2 separate regions of the Xenopus tropicalis genome follow, and region 2 is linked to region 1. Evidence: chromatin contacts called from public Hi-C data. All regions are on one chromosome and are shown on one strand. Each heading gives the region's core, a stretch centred on a gene start, on an enhancer-like site or on the middle of the called end of the contact. The rest is flanking DNA. Distances are from core to core; before and after follow the strand shown. Region 1 holds the start of LOC100496061 (ras-related protein Rab-38). Region 2 holds the start of LOC100144286.

What was found. Hi-C and Micro-C count contacts between places; a contact is called where the count stands out from the background.
Region 2: a contact with region 1 is called in a Hi-C map of gastrula embryo, with 1.5 times the contacts expected there. The contact joins the promoter of LOC100144286 here to the promoter of LOC100496061 in region 1. A contact is called at or near these places in 2 of 5 Hi-C or Micro-C datasets (gastrula embryo and neurula embryo).

Annotation. Positions count from the first base shown.
Region 1 is chr8:44,248,063-44,251,055 of UCB_Xtro_10.0, reverse strand. LOC100496061 (ras-related protein Rab-38) reads left to right here and starts at 1,497. Exons shown (of 3, transcript XM_004916815.4): 1 at 1,497-2,383. The coding sequence starts at 2,179. itgb1bp2 (integrin subunit beta 1 binding protein 2) reads left to right here. Exons shown (of 12, transcript NM_001079220.1): 12 at 1-1,091.
Region 2 is chr8:44,396,367-44,399,359 of UCB_Xtro_10.0, reverse strand. It overlaps LOC100144286, which reads left to right and starts at 1,375. Exons shown (of 8, transcript NM_001122813.1): 1 at 1,375-1,669; 2 at 2,887-2,981. The coding sequence starts at 1,444.

The sequences.
Region 1 (2,993 bases), core at 248-2,747:
TTCTAATTTTCAATTTACAATGTTTTCCAATAAGCTAAAACACAGGCTGCTCCTATTACAAATTATAATGTATTCCCTCTAGTAAATTATAAGGATAATTACTAGGATAATTGCTAGGATTACCCCTTCCCTTTACTCTCTGTCGTGAATGTTTTCTAAGCGGAAGTCCAATATGCTGGGGGTTACAGTATCTGTGCACTGGGAATGATTTACCTTACCAGAATCAAACATGGAGTAATTTCAGTTTCCCTGTTTAGCTCAAGAAATAAGAAAAACCACTGGGATTTTTTGTGATTAAAGCAATAGGAAAAGAGGATACCTACTACATTCATTGCACAAGATGGTATACTGCTCCTTTAAGAAATGTATTCACAGTTGTGTGGATCAATCCAGAGGGGCCATGGCTTTGTGGAGTTTTTTTTTTTACTATAGTCCAGCAGATGGCACCATCGGTACAAATACATGGCTTATACCTTATTTACTTCTCTTCCAACTAAAGCTTGGTTGAGCGAGATGCTATTAGTAGTATTACTACTAGTCTCCTCCTTTGCCTTTATGATCCAATAGCACAGCTGGAATATCCAGGTAGTCTACTGTGACTCAAGGCTAAGAACACATTGCAAAATAGGGATAACAGGTATTTAGGCAAGTTAAATAGCCTCAGCAGCACTTGGTAACAAATGGGGTTAACTGCAAGGAATGGTGGTAGATTTATATATGTGTAATAGTGGCCCTTTTTTGTTATCAGTAACACAAGCTCATGTGTGTGCCCAGCTGCCTGTAGCGTCAGGTCCCAAGCAGCCAATCACAGTGGTCTCTGCAGCAGCTCCCATACAATTCTTGTGATAATTACTAGTGTCACAGCAGGCAACAAATCACCTAAGTGGCACTAACCTTACAGTCACCTTCTCTCTGCAGTTCTTTATTTGCATCCCCCATCTATTTCACTTCCCATTCATTCACACTCTCTCTCCCCTTTCACACTTCTTCCACCTCTTTTTCCCTGTGCATATAATCTTACTTTAACTGGCCTGAGATTTCCTGTTTTCTTTTGTTTTTCTTAATAAATATTTGTATATTTTCCTGTGAAACTGCATACTGCCTTAGTTTGCACAGTGCCTGTTCTTACCCCCTGCCAATGCAGTGGGGCCCAAAGGAAAAGGGAACCAGAAAAGATCAATTATTACATTTTTTCTGGGCCTTTTTTTCCATGAACCATACCAAGGACTGGGGGCAATGGCCCAGATATATATTAATATATATTATAATATATTTGCAGACAATCCATGGAGTTCAAGTAACCCTGTATGTTCAGAAAAAAGAGAAGGTCCACATCATGCAGGGTTATAGTATTAATTGCTGTTTGCTCCTATGCTGGCTTTTTTAGTTGTAAAGAGAAATATACAGTTGTGTTTACATATGGTTGCATAGCTATAGCAGGATACTTATATTTATTTATAGTTACATAGGTAAAGTTACATACAGTAGAACCCCCATTTTACGTTTTTCAGGGGACCATGGGAAAATGTAAAATCAGGGAAATATCTTGCGATATTTTGTAAGCTCCAGGATAGGTGCGCATGCGCAGTGTGTATTACCAGCCGAAAGTGGTGACTCTGACCTTCCCAATATGGCGCCCACGATGGGAAAACTTTACTTCCTAAAGTAAGTGCCCTTTTTAGCTGAAAAAGAAGCAATTTGCTAGCGAGAGGCATGTTAAAAATCCCGGGAAGAGAGCTAAATGGCGGGAAAACGTAAAATCCGGGGACATAAATTCGGGGTTCTACTGTAGTTAATTTGGGTTAAAAAAAAGTCTGAAAAGTTCAAAATTTTCTAACTTGTCCGATCGACTTAACAACCGATCACCATGGTTTAAAAATGATCAGGGCAATAATTCAGAGCCCATGTGTGCATGGTCCAAAAATGATATTGGTGTGTGCTAGAATGCCAGATGGAGGCAATTTACCCCCTGACAGTGTATATCATAGCCCCTCTGGGGCACGCTGTAGACTTACTCAGGAGAAATGTGCTAATGCACATACTGACTTTTCCTCACTTCTCTGCAGAATTCCAACTTGTGCCAAGCTGAGTACACAAACACACACACACCCAGGCTTATAGAGCACACGATCCAGAGAGCACAGTGACTATTGACTGGTGTGTCTCTGAGCAGCTTGCATGATGGGGTCTCCCCAGAGGGAAATTCTATGTAAGGTGCTGGTAGTGGGTGACCTTGGTGTGGGAAAGACGTCAATCATCCAGCGTTATGTCCACAACGTTTTCTCTCAGTGCTACAGGGCTACCATTGGGGTGGACTTTGCTCTAAAGATTGTAAACTGGGACCTGAACACCATGGTCAGACTGCAACTCTGGGACATTGCAGGTGAGAGGACAGACTTTGTGGGGCACTCTGCAGTTGTACATAATGCATATCAAAGGGGAACTAGAGCTACATTGCAAGGTGTATAGAATGTAACCTATTCATAATTTTTTTACTGTCTTTTAAATGCGAGTCATAATTATGGGATTGAGATGAATTTAATAACTTCCATTTCCTGCTCTACCGAACAGGAAACTGATTCTGGCCTATTCTAATGACTTCCTCTTCACATAGACATCTAGGGCAGCTCATGGTTTTAAAATAGCTAAAGTTGCCCAAAGGCAGTATATCCAGTAATTATGAATGAATATTATAACATTTTCGCATAGGAGCTAAAGTTGTAGGAGTTGTGCTGATGGCTTGTTCGGATGCTGTGAATGTGAATGGCCCTGGACTCTGAGTATAGTTTAGTTGTTATTTTGATGTTGGAAGCTAGTGTACTACATATACTTTATTCCTAGATTCTAAGATGGGCTGTTTTATCTTTGTCCAGCAGCTGCTGCTGCTGAACTACAACTTACAGTGTGCCCTGATACATTGTGATCCTTTCCACATTTTTATGACAAAACTAGATTAGTCCACTGAGTAAGAGCTGTATACAGAAATTCTCAAT
Region 2 (2,993 bases), core at 126-2,625, 150 kb before region 1:
ATTGAGGTGATTTTCTGATTGCAGTGCAGCCCACCAACTTGTATTGAAAGCTTATGGGAAATAAACTGTGCAAGGCAAGGCTCAGATCACTTCAGCTCCCCAGGAATATTTCAAACAACTCAGAAGAGAGTGGGCAAGGTTTTGATCAGGGACATTTTTGGATAAAACTGGACATGAATGGAGCAGATCAGGTCATGGCCAAATGATCACAATTTTCAATATTGGGAGGTATGATATAGGTATACCTATGGGAAATGTGTTGTTGAAGCCCTACATTTAGTGGTTTCCTTCCAACATATTTCCCTTTATATAGGTACAGTTATGAAGTGTTTATGGCTGTGCTAAAATCACTGCACCACATTAGGTGTTTCCCTTTAAATCAGTGGTGTAATGCCCTCCCCAGTGGGGTGGTGGGAGGGGCTTGCGCCCTCAGCCATATGGCGGGACTGCTACTATCCAATAAGGGAACTTTAAGCAAAGGGACCTGGGTGAAGTTTTTATGGTTGATTTGAATCGGCACAAGCGTCCAGCACCCCCTGCTGGTAGTTCCTCCCCTGTTATTACCTCCTCAACCAATACACTTTTTTGTGGCGCCAGGCGCCATTGGCAGACAAATGTGGGGGACCTGGAATTGTACCAGAGACATCAACCAGCCCCATGTCATGAATGAGACAATGATTCAGTCCTTTTTAGGTCTGAATTCCTATTCACACTAAATGATAACATGAAATAGAGTGTGAAAAAGCCCAGGATTGTATCATTATTGCCCTCATGAAATAGTGCTGGTTGATGACTCTGTACAGCAGACCCAGCGATTGTCATGGTCCCCCATCTTACCCAGGTCTGCTGTATTCTAGTTATTCTAGTCAGCAGCATAAGGCTTTCTTGCTAAAATCTTTTTTTTTTATATCAGTTTATAATAAATACTGTGATTATTGGTACACCTTTTTAACAAAGATGCTATGCTTATAATGTTAAAAGATCATGAATACAAGATTCTGGTCCATGCACATACACAGGCTGATTCAAACTGAGTTGGCCCCTCGAAATTGAGTGCAGCTTATTGGCTCATGTATAGGCCCCTCCCAACATCCTACTCAACCAATATCTGACCTCCAAACTTTGGCCCTCAGATTTATATAGAACTGCAGTGCACGTCATTTGTAACTGTCATGGCTTATAAATTATTCCTATTAAATGTCTTTAATAGGAAAGAAACACAACATAGATGAAAGAACCTTTTGTTTTTGGGCAGTCTGTGCTGAACTGGGGTAAGCATTGCAGTAGTATTTCATTGGCTCAACTAGCCAACCTGCAATTAACAGCACATGGGACACACTAGCACCACCCAGATCGGATGTTTCACACCCCACACTTATTGCTCAGTTTCAGTTGTGATGGGGGATTGTTTTTCAGAGTAAGGTTTGATGTTAGTCTATTAATATGGCATCAGTGCACTTGCCCAGAATGTGCTGTTATTTGGCCGACACTGGCACTAATTTAGTCCTGGGTTTCAAACCAACACTCTGTCATTCAACATGTGTCTGCAGTGCAGTAATGGGACTGGGTGTCTTGGCGTTCTGTTATTACCGCAGTTATGGCAAGAAGGAGCAACAATGTGTGAGCATGGGCAGGATATTGAATGTGGCCACTTTCCTGGGAACATCAGGTGTGTAATCTAATTTACCTGAATGCCTTTGGTAACCCTGCATTTATCACAAAGGATGTGGCAAATTTTCTGAAGGGACACGTCGTCCCTTTAAATCCAAACACCTGTAAAACATACATACTGCAGGGCTGCTTATCAGCCCAGATACGTAACTAGTGCATGCAAACCAAATAACATTCAAACCTAAACAGCAGCATGTTAACTTCATCTAATTGGTTTTAAAAAGGTAAGCTAGCAGCTCTAAGGGCATGGTTTTAGGGCATATTTCAGCTGCAGTGTTCTTGAATATGCTTTAAAAATACAGTAGGCCCAATACATTGGCTTGCATGTTCACCTGCATTGTGAATGAAAGTGAGAGCACCAGATGCACGAATAAGGTGCATCTATCTGTGTCATGTGTGTAGCTGCAACAAACAATGTAAGTGTGTGCTTCTGTAAGGCTGCATGGGAATTTCTAGGTGTCTGATTATCCTAAACATAATTGCATCCCAAAATGTTAATTTGACATTTTTAACAATGGTAGCTGAGCGTTATCTGTCCAGCCACTTCTTAAAACCTTGTGCCACAGTGTGCAGCTTTTTCAGATACTGTCCACTTTTAGCTATTGATCATTGGCCAATGGCCATTTTTAAAAGTAAATCTCATCTTAAGGTGTATTGGGTCAAATGTTTTTGTGCAGGTAGGATTAACATGCTTAATTATAATTAAGCGCATAATGAAAGGGCTGACAAAACCTTTGCTTGCGTAATGTTAACAATAATCTGTACTTTGCATTTTTTACAAGTGCCGCTTATTTAAAGTGATGCTAGTAAAATAACGCAACAGGCATTATATTGATTATTATATTGCCTCCAATAAGGATTAATTATAGCTTAGTTAGCATCAAGTGCAAAGTACTGTTTTATTTTAAAAATAAAAAAATGGTTTTCCAGATAACGGATCCCATACCTGTATCAAATATATATAATTTGAGTGTTATACAGAAGGATTTCCCACCCCAAATACTTGCCCACGATAAACTAGACCCCTATTTTGCAAGGAAACTTCAGGCGGCTTCAGAAAATGAATTGCCTAGTGTGTTTTGACACCATGATATCACCAGTGGGAAAGCTTTCTGGGGAGATTTGTCACCCACGGTAGCCTAGATTTCGTGGCAACAAATCTCCCTGTGTCCCTTACAGAGCATGAATATATTAATATATATTATCTTTTTTCAGGTTTATTGCTGCGCTCTCTCATTTGGCTGTGTGCTCCAGATTTTTTATCCAGTCAGGAGTCTTGGTTCCCTCGAGCTGTTTGTGTGCTGATTTCAGTGAGTTGTTTG